Regions from separate parts of the Gossypium hirsutum genome. Here region 2 is linked to region 1. A link is a contact called in public Hi-C data. All regions are on one chromosome and are shown on one strand. The core of a region is the stretch at or near the end of the contact, and the rest is flanking DNA. Distances in the headings are between cores, read along the strand shown. Region 1 holds the start of LOC107948336 (60S ribosomal protein L4). Region 2 holds the start of LOC107948342 (probable protein phosphatase 2C 38).

Region 1 (5,804 bases), core at 2,551-5,050:
CACATTAATTACAAACCTTTCTCATGTTTTAAACTTGATTAAATACCATCTTATTGAACCTTCTCTATTTAATACTCGAATAAGTTCTATACATACCTGTATCACCTCGTACTAACCTCTTTCTCAACCACATCATTCATTTATCCGTTGAACCATTCGGAATAGAAATTGGATACTCAATAGTCTCATTCGATAAGTACCTATACCATGGCCCGTAGCCAAATCAAGGAAATTTATCCGAAAAACTATTTTCATGGCCCTAAGTCAAAACATCCGATATGCATGGCCCGAAGCCAAATCGGTACAACTCGCACCCGAAGTGCTAATATCATGACCCGTAGCCAACTCATCCAATATGCATGGCCCGAAGCTAAATCTGTATATCATCTTATAACATGTCACAAGTATCCAAATCTATTCCTAAAGCTCAACCAGGATTTTTATCTTGTTAATTCCATCTTCGAATAATTCCGTAGAGTCGTATTTACAATTCATACATTAATAAAAATCTCATAATCACAGTTTAGGCAATATCAAAGCATTTAACATACATTTATAATGAAATCATCACATACGAACTTACCTCGAGTATGAAAACGGCGAAATGAGTCAATTACTTGATAATCTTGCCTTTCCCCCGATCTAATTTCGGATTCCTTTTTTCTTAATCTAAATATATTGAAAATTAACTTCTTTAATCAATCACTCATTCAATTTAGTCCAAAACATACATTTAGGCCTATTTCCACTTTAGTCCCTAAACTTTTACACTTTAATAATTTAGTCCCTATTTCACAAATACACAAAATTTACATATTTTCAATAAACCAAGCTTGGATGAATTTCATATAAGTCCTTAACAGCCCAAAACTTTCATTTATTTCACAGTTTAACCACACAATTTGCACCTTTCACAAATTAATCCCTATTACGCATTTTCATCAAAAATCACTTAACAAAACATGTAAAACTATCATCAACCTTTCATATTTCAACATTAAACATCAAAGAACTCATAGATTCAACAATGGAAACTCTCAAAATCTTTAACAGTTTCAAAATCTAAGGTATGGGCTAGCTAGATTGAGCTGCAACGATTACAAAAATATAGAAATCATCAAAAACTAAGCTAAAATAGACTTACAATTGAGCTAAGCAATGACTGGACCCTTCAAACCCTACAATGGTGTTCTTTCCTCTTGAATTTCGGCACTTGAAGAAGATGAAAGAAAATTAAGTTTGTTTGTTTTATTTATTATCATATTAATAACCAAATTACCTAAATAACCTTTAATAAAACATTTAAAAACACTTAATCATATGTCCATATAAGTCTACTAATGTTTCAAATGGTTTAATTACCATTTAAGGCCATCATATTTAAAAGCCAAAGCTATTTGACACCTTTAACAAGTAGAATACAACTTTTGCATTTTACGCAATTTAATCCTTTTTCTCAAATTAAGCAATTAAACAGATAAAATTGGCTCACGAAATTTTTACACGTACATGCTATCATGCTGTAAACACCAAAAATAATATTAAAATAATTTTCCAACATCGGATTTGTGGTTCCAAAACCACTGTTCTGATTTAGCTAAAACCAGGCTGTTATAGTCTGGCACACTAGTGTGTGTGGCCATATCTTAGGGCACACGGGCTAGCCATACTGGCATGTGTGTTGGCCGTGTGACCAAGTCAGAGAGTTACACGGGGTAGGACATGGGCTGGAACACGGCCATGTGCTTTCATTTCGAATGTCTACACGACCTGTGACACGGGCATGTCTTTGGCCGTATGAAACACACGTCCGGGCCACACAGGCGCGTGTCCCCTGTATTTTTGAAAATTTTCTAAGTGTTTCAAAATTTTCTTGAGCTATCGGTTTAGTCCCGAACCACTTCTAAAGTATGTTTAGGGTCTCGTAGGCTCGTATTAGGGACAATGTGATTGAGTTTGAATGATGATTGCATGAAATTTGAAAATGTATGTGAAATGAATGTTTAATTGTTTTATAAGTTTGGTAATGCTCCGTAACCATATTCCGATGTTGAATACGGGTTAGATTACCCACGCCGTCCTGCATTGACAATAATACTCATGCCAATCGACCATTTTTCACTAATTTTAAATTTATGTAACATACACATATTCCGAAATATATAGATATAAATATATATAAAAGGGCATAATAATTGTTTAGGGCTTGAAGGCGTATGTGTTGTACAGTGATTGAATTTAGAATTGATGTTACCTAAAGGGTTGATATCAAGGTCTTTACCATTTCACTCAAGATTTAGTTGACAGTTTAAATTTATTTTTAAATATGTGAAATGTGGGATATACTGCTCTTCTCCCTCCCCGTATGAAATTATATCCTATTAATCAATATTTTATTTATTTCATTATAGTTGTTTATTTTAAAATAAATATTTTTGGTAGATCTTTTTAGCAATTTTAAAATGTGTTTGTTTCGTCAAAAATGATTTATCGAAAATAATTTTAATATTTTTTTATGTTTGTTTTATGAAAAATAATTTAGTCAATAAAAAATAACTTACTAATTAACGAAAAATAATCCATATTTTCTAAAAGTTAGACTTCTTATTTTGAAGAGCATGAATCATTTAAAAAAAACTTATAAATAACTTGATTTTTATATAAAATCTAATTTGAATAAAGTTGAATATTATTAGAATAAACTTTTATTTTGAAATTTTAATATATCTAAAAAAATAAAATATTATAATTTTTAATATTATTAAACATACATATTTATATTTAATAATATTCTAATAAAATTATTTAAAATTATAATTATAATTTTAATAATAAATTTTGACATTAAAAATAATTTTAAATTTAAATATATACTTAATATTTTATATTAATATTTTAATAATATATACTAAAATTTATAAATATTTAATAGGAAATATTTTTTTTAGATTATAATAAATTTTTTAAACTATAAAATGCATATTATAATTTAAATTCCACTTAGCTTTATGCATCATTTCGAGCTCCAATGCATTGTTATCCATTTATTTATATAATAATAACTTCATTTTTTTTTGTAATCACATGTGTGAGTTTAAGATCAATTCAATTCGGGTTGAAGTGAAATTCAAATAAAACATTCCCAACAATGAGGACTACGAGAGTCAAGTTTAGTCCAAATATTTGGGAGGAAGAACTCTACTTTTACTTCTCCTAACCATCTATTGGTACTTCAAATTAAATTTTAATTAGACATTGATTATTATTAAATGTATACGAGATATTAGTTATTATAAAATATTATCTTATTACAAAATAAATTTTTGCTGTCAAATAGAAATATTTCTATAATATTTTGTAACAAATATGATTTATGTTATATTTATTTCATTGAAAATAACTTAAAATCTTTTTACCAAGCATAGAAGTTAGGTGAGATAGTAAGAGTCTCTCCTACCTTAACCAGTGGTCGAGGGTTTGATCTTCGCTCTGGGTATGGAGCAACTTTAAAATTTGTGACCAGCATTTATCCCCTTAATGGACCTATAGAATGTGGAAGATTGGTTACAAGACTAGCTCGAGTGGATGCCTTAAAAAATGAAAAAAATACATTTATTAAAAGCATAAAATATTTTATGCAAAATTATTCAAACATGAGAAGATATTAAAATTTTTAAAAAAGTAATATATTTTTTAGAAATAATTTTTAAGGAAAGAAACAAAAATAATTAATTAATTTGGACGGGCTGTCCTGTGATGGACCCATAAAGTACATTAAGCTTTGAGTCAGAGTTATTATATTCGGGTCAGCAGCCCAAAATTTGTTAACCATCGGCTCTTTTCCTAATAAAATAGAATATAAATAATCCATACTTCTCAAAACCCTAGAGCTCCTCCCGTTCTTCATTCTACTCCATCTTCACTCCCCCACGTCCCCCAAACCCTACAAAATGGCCGCCGCCGCGCGCCCTCTTGTCTCCGTCCAAACCATAGAGTCTGACATGGCTACTGATGCCACCCCAACCGTTCCTCTCGCTGATGTGATGAAAGCCTCGATTCGACCCGACATCGTCACCTTCGTCCACGACAATATATCCAAAAACAGCCGTCAACCCTATGCCGTCTCCAAACGCGCTGGTCACCAAACTTCAGCTGAATCCTGGGGTACCGGTCGTGCCGTCTCGCGTATCCCTCGTGTTCCTGGTGGGGGTACTCACCGTGCAGGCCAAGGTGCTTTCGGAAACATGTGTCGCGGTGGACGCATGTTTGCTCCTACCAAGATCTGGCGCCGCTGGCACCGGAAAATCAATGTTAACCAGAAGCGTTACGCCGTTGCTTCCGCCATCGCCGCCTCCGCTGTTCCTTCCCTCGTCATGGCACGTGGCCACCGCATTGAGGCTGTACCGGAGATGCCGCTGGTCATTTCTGATGCTGTTGAGAGCGTTGAGAAAACCTCGGGTGCAATCAAGGTTTTGAAACAGATCGGAGCATATCCTGATGTTGAAAAGGCTAAGGACAGCCAAGGAATCCGACCCGGAAAAGGAAAAATGAGGAATCGGAGGTACATTTCCCGTAAAGGTCCTTTGATTGTTTACGGAACTGAGGGAGCTAAGCTTATTAAAGCCTTCCGTAACATTCCTGGAGTGGAGGTTGCCAACGTGGAGAGGCTTAATCTGTTGAAACTGGCACCTGGTGGTCACCTTGGAAGGTTCATTATTTGGACCAAATCGGCTTACGAGAAGCTGGACACAATTTACGGGTCATTTGATAAGCCTTCTGAGAAGAAGAAAGGGTACGTACTGCCTCGATCTAAGATGGTGAACGCTGATCTGGGTAGGATTATCAACTCTGATGAGGTGCAGTCGGTTGTGAAGCCCATTAAGAAGGAGATCAAGAGGGCACCTTTGAAGAAGAACCCACTCAAGAACTTGAATGCTATGCTGAAGTTGAACCCATATGCGAAGACTGCTAGGAGGATGTCTCTTTTAGCCGAGGCACAACGTGTTAAAGCTAAGAAGGAGAAGCTTGACAAGAAGAGGAAGCCCATTTCTAAGGTATATCAAGTTCGTTTTGTTTTGAATGTTTCCTGAATGATGATAATTGTGTAATGGCTTTGTATGTTTGGCTTCTTAAATTATATGTTTTTGCTTATTACTGCTTCATAATTGTTCCATTAATTGCAATGAATATCGTGGTTGTGCTTATGAGAGTACTCTGTTTTGGTGTAGGCCTCCTAGAAATAGTGTATATAGTTTATTGTACACGTTTCGTTTGTTGAGATATTACCTTTATTGGATGTTGCTTCTTTATACCATACTCGGTTTGCTTGACTAACATTTGGCAGATATTACACTTGTATGAGATATTACACTATCTGGTTTAAGTTTAAACAATTTGTTAAAGTGCATCAGTCAAGTTCTATACTTTATAAGTTTTTATGCATTGATGATTTTATCATTTGTTGATAATTAATTTGGGCATAAAATTACTTGGAATGGCTTTTGTTTTTGCTGCTCTGTGCCTATTGTGATCATTTGTGCTATTCAAATTATACTTGTTTCATTTATTTTTCAATTCTTTCTCAGGCTGGATATATTATCTTATCAATCTTTATATCTGGCATGCCATTGAATGTTTGTTCATGTTTAAGAACTCCTAGTTGTATTATAGATTCTAGCTGTCTTGTTATTTTGTATCGTAATTCTAAGAATCCCTTGTTTTTTTTTTTTTGAATGCTATCTTGTGGACGATTCAGGAGGAGGCAACAGCAATCAAGTCAGCAGGCAAAGCATGGTATCAGACTA
Region 2 (5,971 bases), core at 1,911-4,410, 460 kb before region 1:
CAATTTAAAAAAGAATTTTAAACTTTCGTTGCGCCTAAAAACACTATTTTCTAAATAGATTGTTACAAAAATTACATCATCATCTATTACCGCATTCACCTTGCACGACATCCACTTGCTACTTCTATTGTCACCAACTTTGCCACCTTTATCACAAGACAATAAAGCGTACTTCTTTCTGCAAAGTGGTCTCCTCATCATACTGAAATCTTTCAATTTAGCATGCTCCTGGTAACTATTGAATCACATCCCTCTTATCGGTTCCGATTCTAAGTCCAAAAAAGGGTCCTCATGAACAACATCATCTTCTTTTAAAGACTCGACATCATCTTCATCCCAATGCCTTCACATGTCTCTTCATTTGAAGACTCAACGTCACCCTCATCCCTAATGGCTTCACCTGTTGTGTTCAATTTGTTGCCAACACCATTAAATAAATGATCACTACCTTCTTCCAATAAATTATCGTTATCAAAGAATCCTAACAAATCATGCAACATCTGCCTTACATCGTTGTCATCGTCGGAACTACTCCTGCTTTGAGAACTTGCTCCGTCGCAATTATCAGTTTGATTTTTCATTCCACTATTTTAACCTCTTTCTTTGTTCCTTAACACAACTTATGACACTTCAGAACGAAACATGAAGATTTTAGCTTCATAAATACAAACATAGACTTTTTCTTTAAAAAGTAAGAGACTATTGGTATCGTTCGAAGGGGAAACAATTCATTTTCAGTCACCTTTTTGCACGAGTAATACAATATGAAAATCGTAATAAAACATTAAAACTAGCCGCTACAATCAACGTTGGGATAAAACATCATTAATAACATGTTTGAGAGGGAAACTTATCAATCATGTGTTCAAGAGGGAAGCAAAGGCAGAAAACTACATCCATGCACATACCGCCAAAACCAATAAAAGGGTAAGACTATCATTTTTCTGTATCTAGACAAATTCTAGACATGAAACAACTCCATATATATATATACACAAATGAAATGTGACACGTGACTGAAGTTAAAAAAATATATTATTAGTGTGTCAAATACTAAGCTATAAAATATATAGTCAATACTTATATTTTGAAAATATATATATATAAAAATTTCAAGTTAATCAGGCTACTCTCATATGATATGATAGATAATTGACAAAAAATAAACATGTCACATTAGACAAATTCTGCTAGAACATATTGATAATGTTAATGATTAGATTAGTATTTTTTTTTTAAAAAAGGTAAGAAGATTTAAACTTATATTGTTTAAATGCAAAAACTAATGTCATGTTTGATAAAACGTTGAAAAAAAATTCAATCAACTGTAAATTAATATTTTTGACTACACCTTCGATAAACCACAATGAAGTTTACTAGATAAAATTTTTCAACAAAAAAGTGTAGAAAATGATAAGTAGATAGGGACCTATTTATCACTTAATAGATAATAAATTCAATTATTTTTATTTTATTCTATTTCATTTAAGATTATATTATCCTTTATTAAACAATCTAATTATAATTAATATTTAATTTTCAATAATACACCAAATGATTTTATAACTTAAATTTAACTTTTAATTTTAGTAATTTTTTTTATCAACACACTTAAAGTTTTTAAGTTTATCAAACATAGTTTAAATATCAAATTTAATCACTATAGAAACTAACAACATGTTTTGACCAACATAAAACAACTTAATCACAATTATATCCTAACAAACAAATTATTAGTCAAGTAATAATAATTTGTATGTTTGTCTCAAAAAAAAGTATAATACCAAATTTAGTTGTAAATATTTATATTTTTTTGTCAATTTGATCATTATTATTATTATTTAGCTAAATTCGACTCTTAATCTTTTAAAAAGAGTCGAATTTGATTACCAACTTTTTAAAAAAAGTTAAGTTGTTGTTATTTAATGGAAATACTAATTCAAAACTTTAATTTCAATCCTCATTGCAATCCACACATACTCCATGTTTTTTTTTTTTAAATTTATGAACTTTTTATAATTTTGATTTTTGATACTTTTTAAATTCTTTGTCACACAAATTAGTCATGCCAACATGGTTAAAAGAATTAATATTTTATTCATCATCTTTATTAAAAGAACGATCAATATGACGCTTTTTGAAAGATTAATGACTAAAATTAACTAAAAAAGAGAAAAAAATTAATAACCAAACTGATAAAAAATATAAATCTACATAGCTAAATTTAACATTACTGCAAAAAAAAAAATTGTATGGGTTATAAGTTTTGTGATTTAAGATAGGATTTTGCGTGCAACATTTTGGAAATGCACATTTACAGGTGAAGCTAGAACTTTAACGCCATTGAATTTGAACATATAAAGCATCAAAAGTGAAAGAAAAGAAAAAAGAAGAAACCCATATTTTACATCATATTAAAAATTAAAAACACAAATACTGTGTCCTCTTCTGAAGTAAACGAGTAAGTATTGAGCCTCCAATCTGCTTTCCTAAAAAAGGTGACATTGTTGACAAGTACAAGAATCTGATTAAATGCTATTCGGCCATCAATGTATGTACAGTGAGAAATATGGTGTTGATGGCTGAAAATGGTCCTGTAGATGGAAGGTGAGCCAAACTCATCTCAATGCTGTCCAGTTGCTGGCTGAACAAGAACTGGAAAGAATGCATGTACCATTACCAAATATATATCCATCAATCCAGTGCCAGAGCAATGGACCCCCCCATCCTTCCCTTTCTTTTCAATTTAAACCAGTTGTTCATATTTCTCATCACAAACTCATAGCCAACAGAATAATTAAACATGATTTTGATCATTAATAGCTGGCAAAGACATCAGTAAAACTTTGGTACTGAAAAGGACATCATACCCTTTTTCTTCTTTTACACATATTCCTTAATATGTATGGAAGAAAATGAAATATGTTTGGTGTACACAAATTGCCGGATAATATATATATGAGTAGGTTTTCCACTTCTTCTTTTTATGATGATGTTGGAATCCCAAGCTTTATATGGTAAAAACAGAATTTTTCTAAAATTAAGAATGCTTTAACATGTTTAGGAAAGGGTCAAGTATGAAAATAGTAATGGAAGGATACTTGCCTAAAAACCTTGGATTATTCATTCATGATTGCAAATAAACAGAAACGAAAACTTGAAATCTCAGCCATGCAATAAAATCTGTCATAGTTTTAGGGCAAAACCACTTGAAAGAGACTAAACAAAACCAGAAAGGCAACAAAGAAGTATGTTACAATAACAAAAACAACAATGTCAGAAGCCAGTGATTTAAATCTCTTTTTATTTCTCATATTGGATCTCCTCTGACTCCCCAAGAAAAAAAAAACAAAACTCAAGATCTGCCAAAAAAACCCCAAACTCTCCTCTTATCCGTTTCGTATTTTGATCTCAGACAAAAGTTTGTCTCTATCGAATCCCAAGGTGCTTTTCCAGCTAAGTCTGTTGGCGAAACATGGCACACCGTGAAGGGACCAAAGACATTTAATCCAGATTCAAGGTACTCAGCCACCAGCGCACCCCCCCCCTTATTCTCTGAACTCACATAAACTATTGCTTTCTTGTCTCAACTTCACACGCAGCAGTTGAGTTAGCCCATACCCAACTTGGTCCTTCCTTGTCTCGGAATAGGTCTGATAATAATGGTGTCTAATTCTTGGTTATATAGTTCCAAGTATTGGGGTTCTAGTATTGTACAACAAACAGAAACTTGATCCCTGAATGAGCCTTGGGACCTTCTTCTTTATCAGGGTTTTATGAACACATATATATCATACATTTGCTGAAAAATTGATTACCTGAAAATGGTTAAATCCTGTTGGAAACCATCTATTGAGGGTGATTCTAGAGGGTGCCTTGATGGTTTACTGTGGTATAAAGATATAGGGCAACATGTTTATGGATATTTTTCAATGGCAGTGGTTCAAGCCAATAGTTTGTTGGAGGATCAAAGCCAACTTGAATCGGGATTGTTGAGTTCGAGTAGTTCCGGTCCGTACGGGACTTTCATTGGTGTGTATGATGGACATGGTGGACCTGAGGCTTCAAGCTTCATCAATTACAACCTTTTCTGCAATTTTAAGTGTACGTTTTATTTGGACTAATCATTTATGCAGTTCTATATAGGTTGGCTTAACGCTTATTTATGTTTCCCTTGATTTGCAGCATTTGTGTCTGAGAATCAAGAAATGTCAACAAATGTTCTCAGAAAGGCTTTCTTGGCAACAGAAGACAAATTTCTTTCCCTTGTGAGGAAGCAATGGCTGGTTAAGCCGCAAATGGCATCGGTCGGATCGTGCTGTTTGACGGGAGTGATCTGCAATGGACTGCTATACATTGCAAATGCTGGTGATTCCAGAGTAGTCTTAGGCAGATCAGTAAGAGGGGCTAAGGAAGTTATAGCAATGCAATTATCGACCGAACACAATGCAAGTTTTGATGCCGTAAGAGATGAGCTTCGGTCGTTGCATCCCAATGATCCGCAGATTGTTGTGATGAAACACAAAGTTTGGCGTGTTAAGGGCCTTATACAGGTAAGCTAAACGTTGAAACTGAACTGAAAATGAAATCATTTTCATTTAAGTCTCTTATTTATCCCCTCCTTTTTATCATTGCAGATTTCAAGATCCATAGGTGATGCATATCTAAAGAAGGCAGAATTCAACGAAGAGCCTCTCCTGCCTAAATTTAGACTGCATGAACCGTTTCGAAAGCCGATCCTTAGTGCCGAGCCGTCATTGTTAGTACATAAACTCCACCCTGATGATCAGTTTCTCATCTTTGCTTCTGATGGTCTTTGGGAACACTTGAGCAACCAGCAAGCTGTTAGAATTGTGCAGACTAGCCCACGAAATGTAAGTTTACCATGGCAAAATGGCTGAACACAGAAAAAAGACTGTTGAGCATTGGGTTAACACTTCTTTTGATGCAGGGAATTGCAAGGAGACTTGTTAAAACAGCACTCAAGGAAGCAGCACAGAAAAGAGAAATGAGATACTCAGACCTGAACAAGATTGATAGAGGGGTGAGGAGACATTTTCATGATGATATAACAGTCATAGTTGTCTTTCTAGATCCCCATTTGATCAATGGAAGCTCATGCTACAACTCTCCCATGTCGATAAAAGGCGGAGGAAGACTTGCCAGCCTCTGCTAGTACCGTTGCTGGTGACTCATCGCTAGGAAATTAAGATGAAGAGCTAAATGTCTAAAAAACTTATCCTCAAATTTCCTTACAAATAGGGGACTAACCTTGTTGAGATTGCAAGACAATGTGTAGATATGGTTTCATGCAATTTAGTTGGTAAATTGTCTGCTCTCCTGCTACCACAATTGATAACGTCTCTCATTCACAGTCCAGATTTATGTTATCTTAGGCCTTACATGGTGAAGAAATTCCCTTTTATATATTTATACAAAACTAATGGCTCCTTTGCTTAGACTTAGTTTAGCTACTTTTCTTCATAATGATGTATTCTTTTTTTGTCTTTGAAAAGCTTAGAAGTATTTTATTTAGTAATATTTTTGTCTCAAAAATTTAAAAATACTTAAAAGTAATGCTAAATTGACCTTTAATCTTTAACGAGACTTATCGTAGCAAAGAATATTGGGGTATTGTTTTACGAAATTTTAAGAAAAAAAAGGAACCAATAAATTAAACATTAAAGAACCTGTAGCACTATTTTTTTAAAAAAAAATATCAATCATGTGAACATGAACAAGGCGTAAGCTATTAATGGTGTATTTAAATGTTTCATGTCATATTTATTAAAACTTATAATTATTGATTTTAAATTTAAATGCTTGTAGAATTCTATTATTTTTTTTATACAAAATAAAGATAGAGATTAATATAAAAAATTATGAAGCATGAATACGTACACACAATATAAGTATAATACGATACGAATACGGCGATACGATAATTTTTAAAAAACGATGATATGAATAC

The links. A called contact is a pair of places that touch in the nucleus more often than the background predicts.
Region 2: a contact with region 1 is called in a Hi-C map of leaf, with 2.0 times the contacts expected there. The contact joins the promoter of LOC107948342 here to the promoter of LOC107948336 in region 1. A contact is called at or near these places in 2 of 34 Hi-C or Micro-C datasets (both in leaf).

The regions. Positions count from the first base shown.
Region 1 is chrA04:69,248,680-69,254,483 of Gossypium_hirsutum_v2.1, reverse strand. LOC107948336 (60S ribosomal protein L4) reads left to right here and starts at 3,800. Exons shown (of 2, transcript XM_016882838.2): 1 at 3,800-5,054; 2 at 5,756-5,804. The coding sequence starts at 3,951.
Region 2 is chrA04:69,703,837-69,709,807 of Gossypium_hirsutum_v2.1, reverse strand. It overlaps LOC107948342 (probable protein phosphatase 2C 38), which reads left to right and starts at 3,160. Exons shown (of 4, transcript XM_016882850.2): 1 at 3,160-4,104; 2 at 4,186-4,553; 3 at 4,638-4,874; 4 at 4,952-5,539. The coding sequence starts at 3,825. The coding sequence ends at 5,176.